Regions from separate parts of the Anas platyrhynchos genome. Here region 1 is linked to region 2. Evidence: chromatin contacts called from public Hi-C data. All regions are on one chromosome and are shown on one strand. The core of a region is the stretch at or near the end of the contact, and the rest is flanking DNA. Distances in the headings are between cores, read along the strand shown.

Region 1 (5,829 bases), core at 113-2,612, 100 kb after region 2:
TACTTGTTGGGAAAGATACAGAAATAAAGATATTAAGTTACATATGTAAGACTTCACAGGACTCTGAGCCTTCAACAATTACATGAACCATTCAAGTGTTTTTCCCAGACATAGATTGAATAAATTTTCAAAGCATTTATATCCAACTTCAAAAAAATATTACCATACTGCAAATGACACTGTACTAATTTCCATTACAAAGTAAGTATTTTTTCTTTCCGTTTGTTAAGAGGGTGGAGATTAGTTCACATGTGTTTTCTTTAATGTGCATTCTGGCAAGAAATAAGACTGCACCAGTTAATATATTCCTACTATCTTTAAAACAAAACATTTTAATCATATAAAGAGATCATCAGCTCAGAATGTTTCAGACAGACTTACTTGATGTATAGAATATTTGTTAGCTGACTCTTCTGGAGCGGTGACAACATGAACCTGGCAAGACAGATAAAATGTTAAGAAAAATAAAACTACTTTTTAAAGTAAAGTTATTTTAAACTTAAAAAAAATAAATTAAGCTTTAAAAGTTTAAAAACTCTGCATTCTAGGATTATTTGACTACTACAAGGCAAAATAATCTATTCCAGCTGCGAAAAATATTAGAGATGTTTACTATAATCTACAATTTTGTGTTACATTGCCAAAAGCAAAAATACTAATTAAAATGTGTTCCATTGAATAGGAATATAGGAATATATGGTAAACTCAGTAACTTATTACTAAATTTGGTGGATCTGCTCTTCATTTGATTTCATCTACTCTTTTTATTAACCTTCACTTTCAAAAACAAAGATCACAATGGAAACAGAAGCTACTCTTTACAGGGACTAGAAATTACTCACTAACCTTTCAAGTACTTTTGCTTTCAAATTTATAAGAATTTCCACCCAAGAAGTGAGATACATTCTGCCCATGCACCCCCCTGTTTATTTTCCATTAAAACATTGCAACATTCTATGCTCTGTCTGATGATCGGAAGAAGGATACCTGCCTCCTTATCCAGTTAAGAAAAAGGTATGTTAACCCTGAAAGAAGAGATTGGTTGTTTCAGAAATGGACTTCAGCATGCCCAAGCCTGTGGCCAGCATATGCTTCAGTGCTGGCTTTAACATATTTGCTCACCTGTGGCTCCATGCAGAGCACCAAGGCTGTGCTATGGGCAACCAGAAACACTCCCTTGCCCTTTACTATTTTCCCAAGAAGAGAAGTGCATTTTTGAACAGCTGCCAACAGTTTAGACTCATCATCAATTTGTTTTAATTGCCTGAGTAAGAGAAATTTTGCTAAACATGCTTTGACTGTGTAGCTACAGCATGATTAGCAGTTCAGTCTGAGGCCAACTTGAACCGTGGCCTTACATTCAATAACGTATGTAATGGCAAAATCTGACCTTGAAAGCAAGACTCAGATCTACACTGACTGATAATATCAGTCCACCCAAAGCCTAATCTGAAGGTTTTCCCCAGCCAGATTCTAAGAAGAGCATCAGATGCCACACAGAATAATTTCTTATATACATCAATTCTGCCATTCTGTCCCTTCTCATCCCTTCACTAAAATGAATAGCCAAAACAGATAAAAACTGTTAAAACACATCTAGCATATATGCTTCTTCGTGATAAAGGGGAAAGAAGTGATGCATCTCTTTTTGATTTACCACAAACAGTAACTAATTTAATAAACATACCAAAATAAAAGCATAGGATTATTGTCTGACATATGAATGTACTCAAGTGCATTAAGGTTATTTTTCACCAGAACTATTTTGTAAAAACTCACCTTGTCATTCAGGGAAAGGCTTTCATCATTTTCCTCAGTGAAGACTAGATCACCTTCAACAACTTTTGAACCATAAATCTCCAGCCTATACGATGCTGCCTCATTCCATATTTTACTGCAATAAGCATGGACATAGAATATACGCATGGAGTGAGGAATGCTGAGCCATCCTCTGGTACAGCCTTCGTGATGTACACCATAGCGATTTAAAGCACGTAACAACATCTTCTCTCTCACTTTACATTCCGGCAGCATCGTGAGTGTGCCCTTTGCATCCTCTGATATAAACAAAAATAACCATATAAGCAATCACCGATTTTCCAAATACTACGTACAGGAAAAAACACACTTAAAAGGATGAAATAATCGGGTATGAATAAATAGTGTCAGTCTAACCCCTTTATGCTGACTTTTAAGTTATTATTTGCTTTCTTTCAATGTGTCATGTCAGACAAATTCCATCTTATACGCCTATCAACACAGTCCCATGAACTCTGTTCTCTGTATTTCACACGGGATAAAATCAACTAGCTGTCATTCGGTTATTCAATCCAGTTGCAGTTTCTTAGAAATGTATTTCATCGCTCCAAAGTTTTTTTTAGATCAGGTAACTGAAAGTAGAAAACAACCTAGGGAAGATCATTAAATTTTGATTTTAAGTCATTTGAAAATGTATTTCATAGGGGGTAAAAAAATGTGTCTTTATTTTTAAATTTAAAAATCACAAGGGCCACTAGGAAGCTTAGGCCTCACCCAAGATGAAATTATATTTAATCAGATTTGTACTACATTATATAAATGTTTTATATTTAAAATCTTACGTTTTACATATTTTTCCTTCCCAATTTTTCTTATGAAGATCAATTATCTGAAGGAGCCACTGCATGGCCTTTTCTTTTAGGAAAAGGCAAGCAGCTGTTACAGAATCCACATCAATGTCTTTCCATGCATCACACAGCAATGTATAACACAGAATGATTCATCTTATCTCATCTGTGAAATGAAAAGTCTCTGTGTCCCTTGAAGCCACATATTGTAGCTGTCGTGTCAACGTACAGTGATAAGCAGGCTAACAGATGTGGAAGATTTGAAGAGATCAAACATTTGCGGTCAAGAGCAACTTAAAATTTTTCATTTTGGAGGGAAAGTTGGCTGGCTGAATGACAGCAATAAACATGACACACAGAGCATTTTACTCAGCACGCTGTTTCTGGCATATTTTGTTGAACAGTTCAAGGAAGAAAGACGGCAGATTAGAGGAATGTGTGGAGGAAGATACATAATTAAAAAGACATAAAACCAGAGCCCAAAGGTGCAAGAACCCAGGAAGTAAGATTATTATAGAAATTTCATAAAATTAGATGCCCAAACGTGGTAAATGCTGAGTGTCAGTTGGGTGCCTCATTCTGCATTCTTCCTTCTAAATTAGAGAGGAAAAAGCTGCATTCCAAAAGCTAACAGACTGAAGGAGGCCAAAACTGCTTTGAGAATAATACTGCAGTCTTTCGAGCATTATGCTAAATGCCATTTATTTCTGCACTGCCTTGCACCTGAAATACATTAGTTTTCCACTATTTTGCACATTTAGGGCCTGATCTTCATCTCATTATTAAAAGCAATACGTGCAGTTCCAGGAGTTCTATGGAATATGCCATAAGTGACATAAAGCAACAGCAAAATAAACAGTCTCTCTCTGTGCAGCAACACTTTATTCCCTCCCAATACCTATGCTGAACTGATGAACAGACAATTTAACTGGACTTACCAGTCTGAAGAAAGTGCCTTTTTGCCTTGTTTACAGGGTCATCGGTATCTTCAGGCGTGAAGAATAATTTCACAGCTTCCACCTTTAAAAAACAATATTAATAATTTATATTTTCTGCACGTAAAAATAATTATTTGTCAACTAAACAGACAATCATGCATCCAAATCTCTGCTGACAGATTTGCAACCTCTCAAAATCATTTCAGTTCTTTAAGGTCTACATGAAAGACACAGAAGACATCACGAACAGCATAGCCACCAGTGTGGCTATGTTACTCTCAGATTAAGGAAAGGTTCTGGTCACAAAGAAGGCACGAGATTGCTTTCAAAGCTCTATGAGAAATGTCTTCTTGAACATCCAGTTAGGACTCCTCTGCATTGCAACACCATCATTCTATCCTGAGCAGGAAAGTTCCTTCCTCTTGTTTCCCTGCAGCATGTTTCACGTAACACTTAAGCTTAGCGCTTTCCTTAGACTCACACAGAGGGGCAACAATCCTTTCTTTTAATACTGAACTGATGCTGTGCCAGGGAAAACACTACTTGTAACACTGGTGGAGCCACACAGTTCGCTACCCCCTACATCAGCCTGTGACTCTCCCTGTTCATCTTTTTTATTAACATTGTTGTCTTCCTCTGTATTGGGACTGTGTAAACATATACTGTCACATTTTTGACACAAATGCATGTTTCAAATTAAAAAGTAACTGAGTTAAGACTAGAGATTTGTATCATTACTCTGCAGGGACTGACACATTGTGTCAACTGTTAACATATCAGAATTCAAAACGTCAGATACATCAACAGCTACTTTTATGGTCTGCCCTCAAATTCTCTTGGAATCAAAACAGTATTGGAGGAAAAGGATACTCAAGTATTCATTTGACTTTGTAGAGCTTGATTCTGTCTTAAGCCTGTGCCAAATACTACGCTAGATACACTGAAAAGTATATGACTCTTATCTTAAGGGTTATTACTTAAGAAATAAGTTCTCCTTAGCTTACACAGGAACATTTGCTCAGAACTAAGATTTGGGCAAGTAGCCAAGGAATAATGGAAAGCAGCACTCTCTTCTATACAGCAGACAAATTACTGTGGCATTGAAAAAGCAAATCCTTTTGTACGATCCTATGTAGTATCTTGTGACATCTGCAAAAGGAATATAGACCCCCAGGAGGATAAAGAGGCTACAGGTTAGGCATTGTATAAAGATTGCTTCATTTTAGAGTTCAAATGTTGTACGGAATGCAGCCACCTCCCCGAGAAGTGGCATGATGATGATCACATTCCCATCACAGACAGGAGAATCACTTCCTCAGCTACACGCAGCTGCACCTACTGCTTACAGATTTTCTTGATTCAGCATGAAAATCTTCATGCTTGTGTTGTTGTCAGAACTAATCTGGCAATTACTTCCAGCACACAGAGGGGTTTATCTCAGAAATGAAATTGCTCCCTGGGAAGGTCAGCCCCAGCACCAGACATTGCAACAGTAATGTAAAATGAACTTGACAGTAACTACTTATATTACAAAATGAAAATACCATTTTTCCATTCAGTAGAGCCAATCCTATTTGATCTGTCCGAACATTTTGTCCCTGGCCAAATCGCTGTGGTCCGTAGTAATTTACAAAACCTTTTGTCTAGAATTAGAAAGAATAAATATGTTAAGAACATCAAAACAGTGAGACTAAGCATACAACACATATCTGTACTTATCCAAAATACACACACTTTTTTAATCCTGAAATAACATAAAACAAAAATATGACTCATTACATTGATTTAGCAACTGATTTAGAAAGGTCTAAAAAGACAATCAAGTTCTATTCTCTTCATTAAAAAAAAACAAACAACACTAGGTAAATGAAACAAAATCACTTATACGTAATTATTGTAAATACTACTTCAGTTCAAATCAAAGAGAGATCTTTCTATGTGCCAAATTATCTATCGAAGCAAATGCAGCAGAGCAAAAGTAATGAACGGTACGAACTGTTGGACATTTTTTCTTTAAAATGCTCTTTTTTCATGAGATTGTTTGTATGATTATTACAGTAGTAAAGACCAAGAGTAAAAAGGCCAGATGTAGAAGAGAGAAAGGCATTAAAGCACCAGTTGATCTTTTTTTTTTTCAGTAATCAAATACATTTCCAAAATTTTTACACATCATGTATTTGGCTTTTGCACACTGGATAGCTTTCATTCAAGTCTTTATTCCTGGATTAATCTTCTTAAAGTAATTTGTGTTATAGCCATTACTTAGAAAGCAAGGGTTTTGCTAT
Region 2 (5,872 bases), core at 2,676-5,175:
CAAAAATCTGAGTACGTACACTTTATAGATATACTGCATACATATTGTGGCTCCATTTTTGCACTATAATGGCCTATAGCATGACAGTTTAAAATAATATTCCCAAATAGCTTCACTCCAAATAGCAGATAACCGAAACAAGCTGAAGAAATAGATATGGAAGATACTAGACAAACCACTCAGTCACCATCTGGAAATACAATAACAGAAGCTTAATACACCTTAGTAGATATACAATCCCACTTACTAAGGATACGTTATACTCGATTCAACTATTTTCTGTAAAGCAGTCCTATAGCTAAAAAAGAAAGGAGCACAAATGTAATTTTGGATATAGAATTGTGCTGCATGAATATTGAAAACAAGAAAACAAAATCAGAAGCTATTCTGCCCTTAAATGCAATGTGTGCCTAAAATTACTGAGAATGCTGAGTTTCTTCCTTAGTAGAGGTGATAAAATCTGAGTGCTTGAGACTAGTCTCTTCCTAAATGACATCAGGTCTTTGGATCTGCTGACAAAAGAGTTCACAGTACCTCGGCACATCCTGCTGCAGTCCTGCCATGGTCCATAAGGATCCCACGTAAACAGCTCACTTCTGTCTTCTATTGGGATATTGAATGAATAACGTACATCAGGGTTGTATAAATTCCCTACACACAAAACCTTAATTGAGATAAAATGATAACTGTTTTTCAGTGAAATTGAGCATGACATAAGGTAATGAATACAATGACCATGTAGAAAATGTTTAAGCTTATGAAAAAAAAAAGTAAACATTCACCTGTAAGGTTAACTCTTCTTCAATTCTATCAGTGCTGTTAATTCGTTCTATTGTATTATTTGAACCATTGTACTCAAAAATGGCTCCTTGTATATTGATTTCTCTTTTTGACATGCTTACAACAAAATTTCCATTCAAGATGAAATTTCCGTGAATATCAGATAATGCTGTAAGTAAAATAAAATATTGGAAGTAAAATAACTATTTTGACTAAAAGGTTCTATCAATCAAAACTCCTAAAATATGTCTTTGCATCAACACTTTTAGTCCACATGTAAGGTTTTACAGTTCTAATGAACAGTTTCTAATATGCATGAATTCAATCCCAACCATCAGTCACTTTCACCTGGGCAGTTGTCATGGATTTTCTCTGCAATAACACTTAACTATAATAATATTTTTTCTGCTGAAAGCTGACTATAGTCATCACTCTTAAATTTGGTTAGGTTCTGCTGGAGAAGAGAACAAGTGTTATTCATATTTGTGTCCAATTCTACAGTTCACATTCTTGTACTTGCTAGAGGCATTTTTAGTTAAGTGGCTAACTAAATAGCTACTTACTCAAAGTAAATTTAAAAGTAAAAATAAAGTAAATTATTAGGCATTTACAATTAAAAATAATAAACAGTTTATTATAACAATGAAGATGAATAACAAAGTAAAAATAACTAAAATATTTAGTCAAGACATGCTATGTATCAGGGAGTGAGGGTTGTTTCTGTATCCTGTGAGATGCACAAGCAGCAGCAGGGTATCAGGTAGCAAGAAAAAAACTTGAATGCTCTGAAGTCTGTCAAGTAAGATGGTAATGGAAAAAGAAAGAAGGAAATTAAGCATCACTATATTTTCAGGCACTTAAGAGGTAACATAAATATTGCAAAATAAGACAACCAAGGTTTTTGGTACAATTCACTTCGTATGGTTCACTTGTTCTTTGTTTCTATTGTATTTGCAAATTTATCAAGAAATTTATCAAAATGTGATCTTTATACCCAGACATGATAGAAAAAACAGAAATGTGAAATGACTGATGTTTGATGACTGCTTCATCTGTGAATAAACCACACGCTTCCAATGTTTGAAAACACAAATGCCAGCATTATTCTTTAGTTGACTCATGATGATTTAATTAACATGGGCACCACAAAGTCAAAAATTGACATGATCATACGATCTGTTTTAATTCTTCTCTGATACACACATTTAGGAATTAGAATCCTATCGTCATCTTATTTTTCATAAAACTAATATCTACAGAGAGAATCAGGCAAATGATGATAATGATTACGTATTTACTCTAAAGCCTTTATCAGACTTCTGACTGTGTTTAGAGCAGACCCCTAGCAAAAGCACAAAAACTATCTATCAGTATTATACACAGGAGGCTTTTACCAAGGTAGTTGTCATCTTCTGGTTTCCCTGAGTAGCTGTGCTGCCGAATATCGATGTTTGTTGCTCCTTTGGGAATCTTTACTACAACATTGTAACCTGCAATGCAATTATTCACAAATTAATTACAGACAAAAATGCTTCAATATTAGCAGATAGGAGCATAAGTTTAACTAGTTTTATTCACAAAAACCTAGAGTGCACCAGCAACTACTGCTTCTGAATACCCTCATTTGTTTAGGAAGGAAATGTGAGTATTTTTATGCATATTAAATTTCCTTTACTTTTTTTTTTTTTTTAATCAGTTGAAATTAAACTTGTTTTCATAACTCAAGGGACAGTTAAAAATCATTCCTATGTTCAGCAAAGTGAATTCTGTTCTTTGACAATAACATGAGTTAAACCTATTCAGAAAAATCTCTTGAGAGCTAGCAGTACTCTAAAGAGCAGTCAAGTATATCACGTGGGACTCAGGAAACATGGTGTCTGCTCACAGTTTAACCACAAAATTTTCTGAATGATATCTGAATAAATCACTTAAACTCAGGTACCTCCATTCCCTGTCTGTACAATTGGGTTAGTTTTTCTCTACCTTACACAAGAGATGACAACACTCTAAGAAAGAAGTCATAAATACTCGAATACTGCAGTGCTGGAATTGATGTAGGTGTATTGGATAAACAAGCCATGCCAGATCCACGTTCTCCTACACAAATTGTTACCCTAGTGTGTGTTCTCTAAAATATAAATGCTTCACTAATGAGTGATTGTATCCTATAATGTCTCCAATGAGAATGATGGTCTTGAGGTATCAAAATAGATGCACGAAGATCTATGTTTTAGAACTGTCGATCTGTACATCCACATAAATTATAAAAAAAGAAAAAGAAAAAAAAAAAAAAGAAAAAAAGTTGTTTCTCACAGATACTGATTATAAATTCCAAAGGACCCCAATGTCTAAGAACAACTGAATATGGCAAACATAGGAAACAATAATTAACACAAAAATGTAATCTGAAGCATTAATATAATCTTTGCTAACTCTGCCACTTGTTTTGCTGTGTTTTAAAGAAAGACTTGGCTGAATTTAACTTTAGTTAGTTGACTCATATATGTGGGATGCAAATTAAATGGCAATATCCTCTTTCAATTTCAGAATTCACTAACTTCCCAGTGTTTTTAATCTAATAAAACTATGTCATGCATTTAAAAAGAACATTTAATCTAATCACAGGTCCATCACGGTTACCAGCTGGGGGCAGCACTGCAATTGCAAATTGGCATGCTGCTTGCTCTGGATAAATGGTGAATCTTCCAAAATTAATGGGAAGAAAACCAAAACATGATAAAAATCTCCTCACCACACACACTGAAAACCTTGTGGCAATAGGAAGACAGAAGACAAAATATGGGAGGAAACTATAAATAAAACTGCCTAGTATATAGGACAGGAGACCAGATCATTTACTAAGGCGGTAAGAAGGACAATTTTCCAGGAAATCATCACATACTCTAGTCTGATGCAATAACAGACAACATAACAATTATGTGCACATAATGAAATGACCATTTCCTAAACTGGGAGCTAAGCAAATTAGCGTTTCATTGTAATGAGTGTCTTATGATTGTTTCACTGCTGTTTAAACACTTAATGACAACATCACAATCATCATAACTGTATGAATACAAGCCTGTACCACTGACTGCTCTTGTCTAATTCCAAATTCTGCCTCAGTAAAATGGCTTGTGACAGTACAGAACAGGACCAGTTACAGTTAAAAGAAAAAGACCAGGTTCACAGACTGGCATTATTATCAAGTGACACCTAACTCAGGACTCTTCATCAGACAGCGATTTCAGTCATTAGCCTGGGGATGTCATAGGCCTCCCATGAACAGAGTTTTTAGTGGTCGGCTAGCTACAACCTTTTGTTTGCAGTACTGCACTCCTGCCTGAGCACAGCTGTACATAATCCTGTATGTTATAGCTTACTATCCAGTAGTATAACTCAGTATTATCTTTTATGTAACTCCAAGATAAAAAAGAATGTAAATGATAAAACTATGTATACAAACCCCACCAAAATATTAAAATAAAGTTTTCCTGATCCCCCAAAATAGAAAAGAATAATTAAACTTTTTTGATCTTTTTTTGTCCTTTTCATACTGAATTTTTTTCTGATGCCCTGTGCAAGACCAGCTAAGCCACAGAAATATCCAAATGAGTCTTTTTAGCAAAAAAAAAAAAATGCCAAGATGGTAATATTCATAAATACAGAATCTTAGAGAACAAAACACAAAGCATATTGAATTACAAGAGCCCACAATAACTGAAGGACACCCAGCAGTAGCTCCAGCCAGCAGTTGTTCAAGGAATGTATGGAAAGAACTCAGGACCCTCCATCCTTTCTATGCTAACGAACTGGGAAATTTGCTTTATCATACTCTTCACAGAGAATACAGTCATCTAGCTTCCCAACATAAGTATGAACTCCTGAGTTTTTTCCCTCAGAATACATAGTCCTACATTATATCAGTTAAAGTATATGGGAAAACAAATGAAACAGTAGTTTTCAAATCAGACTACCTTATGTCATGGACTGTAAAAAAGAAAAAAAAATATGAGCTTCCATTTTTCATAATTCACTATTTAATATAAAATGATAGTGATTTTTTTTAGATGAATCATTTTGTTAATACAGTAAATTAAAATTTTATTACTTTGTGGAATTAATTTCATTTAGAATCAAATAAATCTGAGATGACAAGAAGCTGATTAACAGAGTGATAATGTCAATTATATTTGAATGAATGGCAGTTTCACTATACTGCTTATTTGCATCAAACATATCTGTAACATAATTAATGTGATACCTGTAAATGAAAAGATCTTTCATAGTGAAAAAAAAAAACAAACACACAAACTGATAGTCCTTTACTCAGAGTTATCAAAAGTAATGCATTATTTTCCTTCAGTATTTGACCACACATTCAAAAATCCAGTCTCAATAAAAATATTTGTGTTTTATTCCAGTATCTCAGGACAGACAAGAAAAGTGACATGTATTTGTACAGGAGGGGTACTTATAGCCCACCCTTAAGCTTTTTGGTACTTTTTGCTTGGTACAAGCCCTCTGCCAGGAAAAAAAAAAAAAAAATCCACCAGGATACTGGGCATACTTTCCTCTTTGACCAGCAATTCCTTTGTCCTTTGAAGATCCTATTTGGCAGCTCTCCAGGTATCATTTTCACTTCGCCTGTGGTCTCTTTCATCCAATGAAGCCGCATGAAGAGGCCTTTTGGAATACAATATTAATCCAGAGACTTCTGTCCTTATGTTCTACGCTCTAACTGTTGACCTGCACTGCTACATACATATGACAGTCTCTCCATACTTCCCAGAATGGACTACGTGTATGAGAACTATTGGTAGCTCTATTAGAGAAATTAAATCAAAGAAATATAAAGTACCAGAGTTTTCCAGAAGACTTTCTCATTCCTTACATGCCAATGAAGAGAAAAGAACATAAATGTTGCTGCCCATATTCTCTAGAAAGAAAAGGGTCACATTTCACAGGCTTTCACTATAGGGAAAAAGAAATCTCACCAGCTGCTCACGCCACAGCCCTCTTGATATCTCCTTACACAACCAAAAGGAGATACTTCCAGATAACAGAGATCACGATGTGCACAGCAGGAAGC

What was found. Hi-C and Micro-C count contacts between places; a contact is called where the count stands out from the background.
Region 1: a contact with region 2 is called in a Hi-C map of F1 follicle, with 1.9 times the contacts expected there. The contact joins two enhancer-like sites. A contact is called at or near these places in 2 of 8 Hi-C or Micro-C datasets (F1 follicle and subcutaneous adipose tissue).

Annotation. Positions count from the first base shown.
Region 1 is chr1:31,832,494-31,838,322 of IASCAAS_PekinDuck_T2T, forward strand. It overlaps PUS7L (pseudouridine synthase 7 like), which reads right to left. Exons shown (of 8, transcript XM_005009957.6): 4 at 5,089-5,187; 5 at 3,545-3,626; 6 at 1,780-2,057; 7 at 382-435. Among named protein-coding and RNA genes, the nearest start is that of IRAK4, 7.1 kb to the right of the region's middle. Within about 2 kb of position 1,363, at least 1 of the 8 cell types and tissues checked has an H3K27ac peak or open chromatin away from gene starts, as enhancers often do. A contact at or near this core is called in F1 follicle, where this site is marked.
Region 2 is chr1:31,726,071-31,731,942 of IASCAAS_PekinDuck_T2T, forward strand. ADAMTS20 (ADAM metallopeptidase with thrombospondin type 1 motif 20) reads right to left here. Exons shown (of 39, transcript XR_003497138.3): 16 at 2,175-2,270; 17 at 783-949; 18 at 535-664. Among named protein-coding and RNA genes, the nearest start is that of ADAMTS20, 49 kb to the right of the region's middle. Within about 2 kb of position 3,926, at least 1 of the 8 cell types and tissues checked has an H3K27ac peak or open chromatin away from gene starts, as enhancers often do. A contact at or near this core is called in F1 follicle, where this site is marked.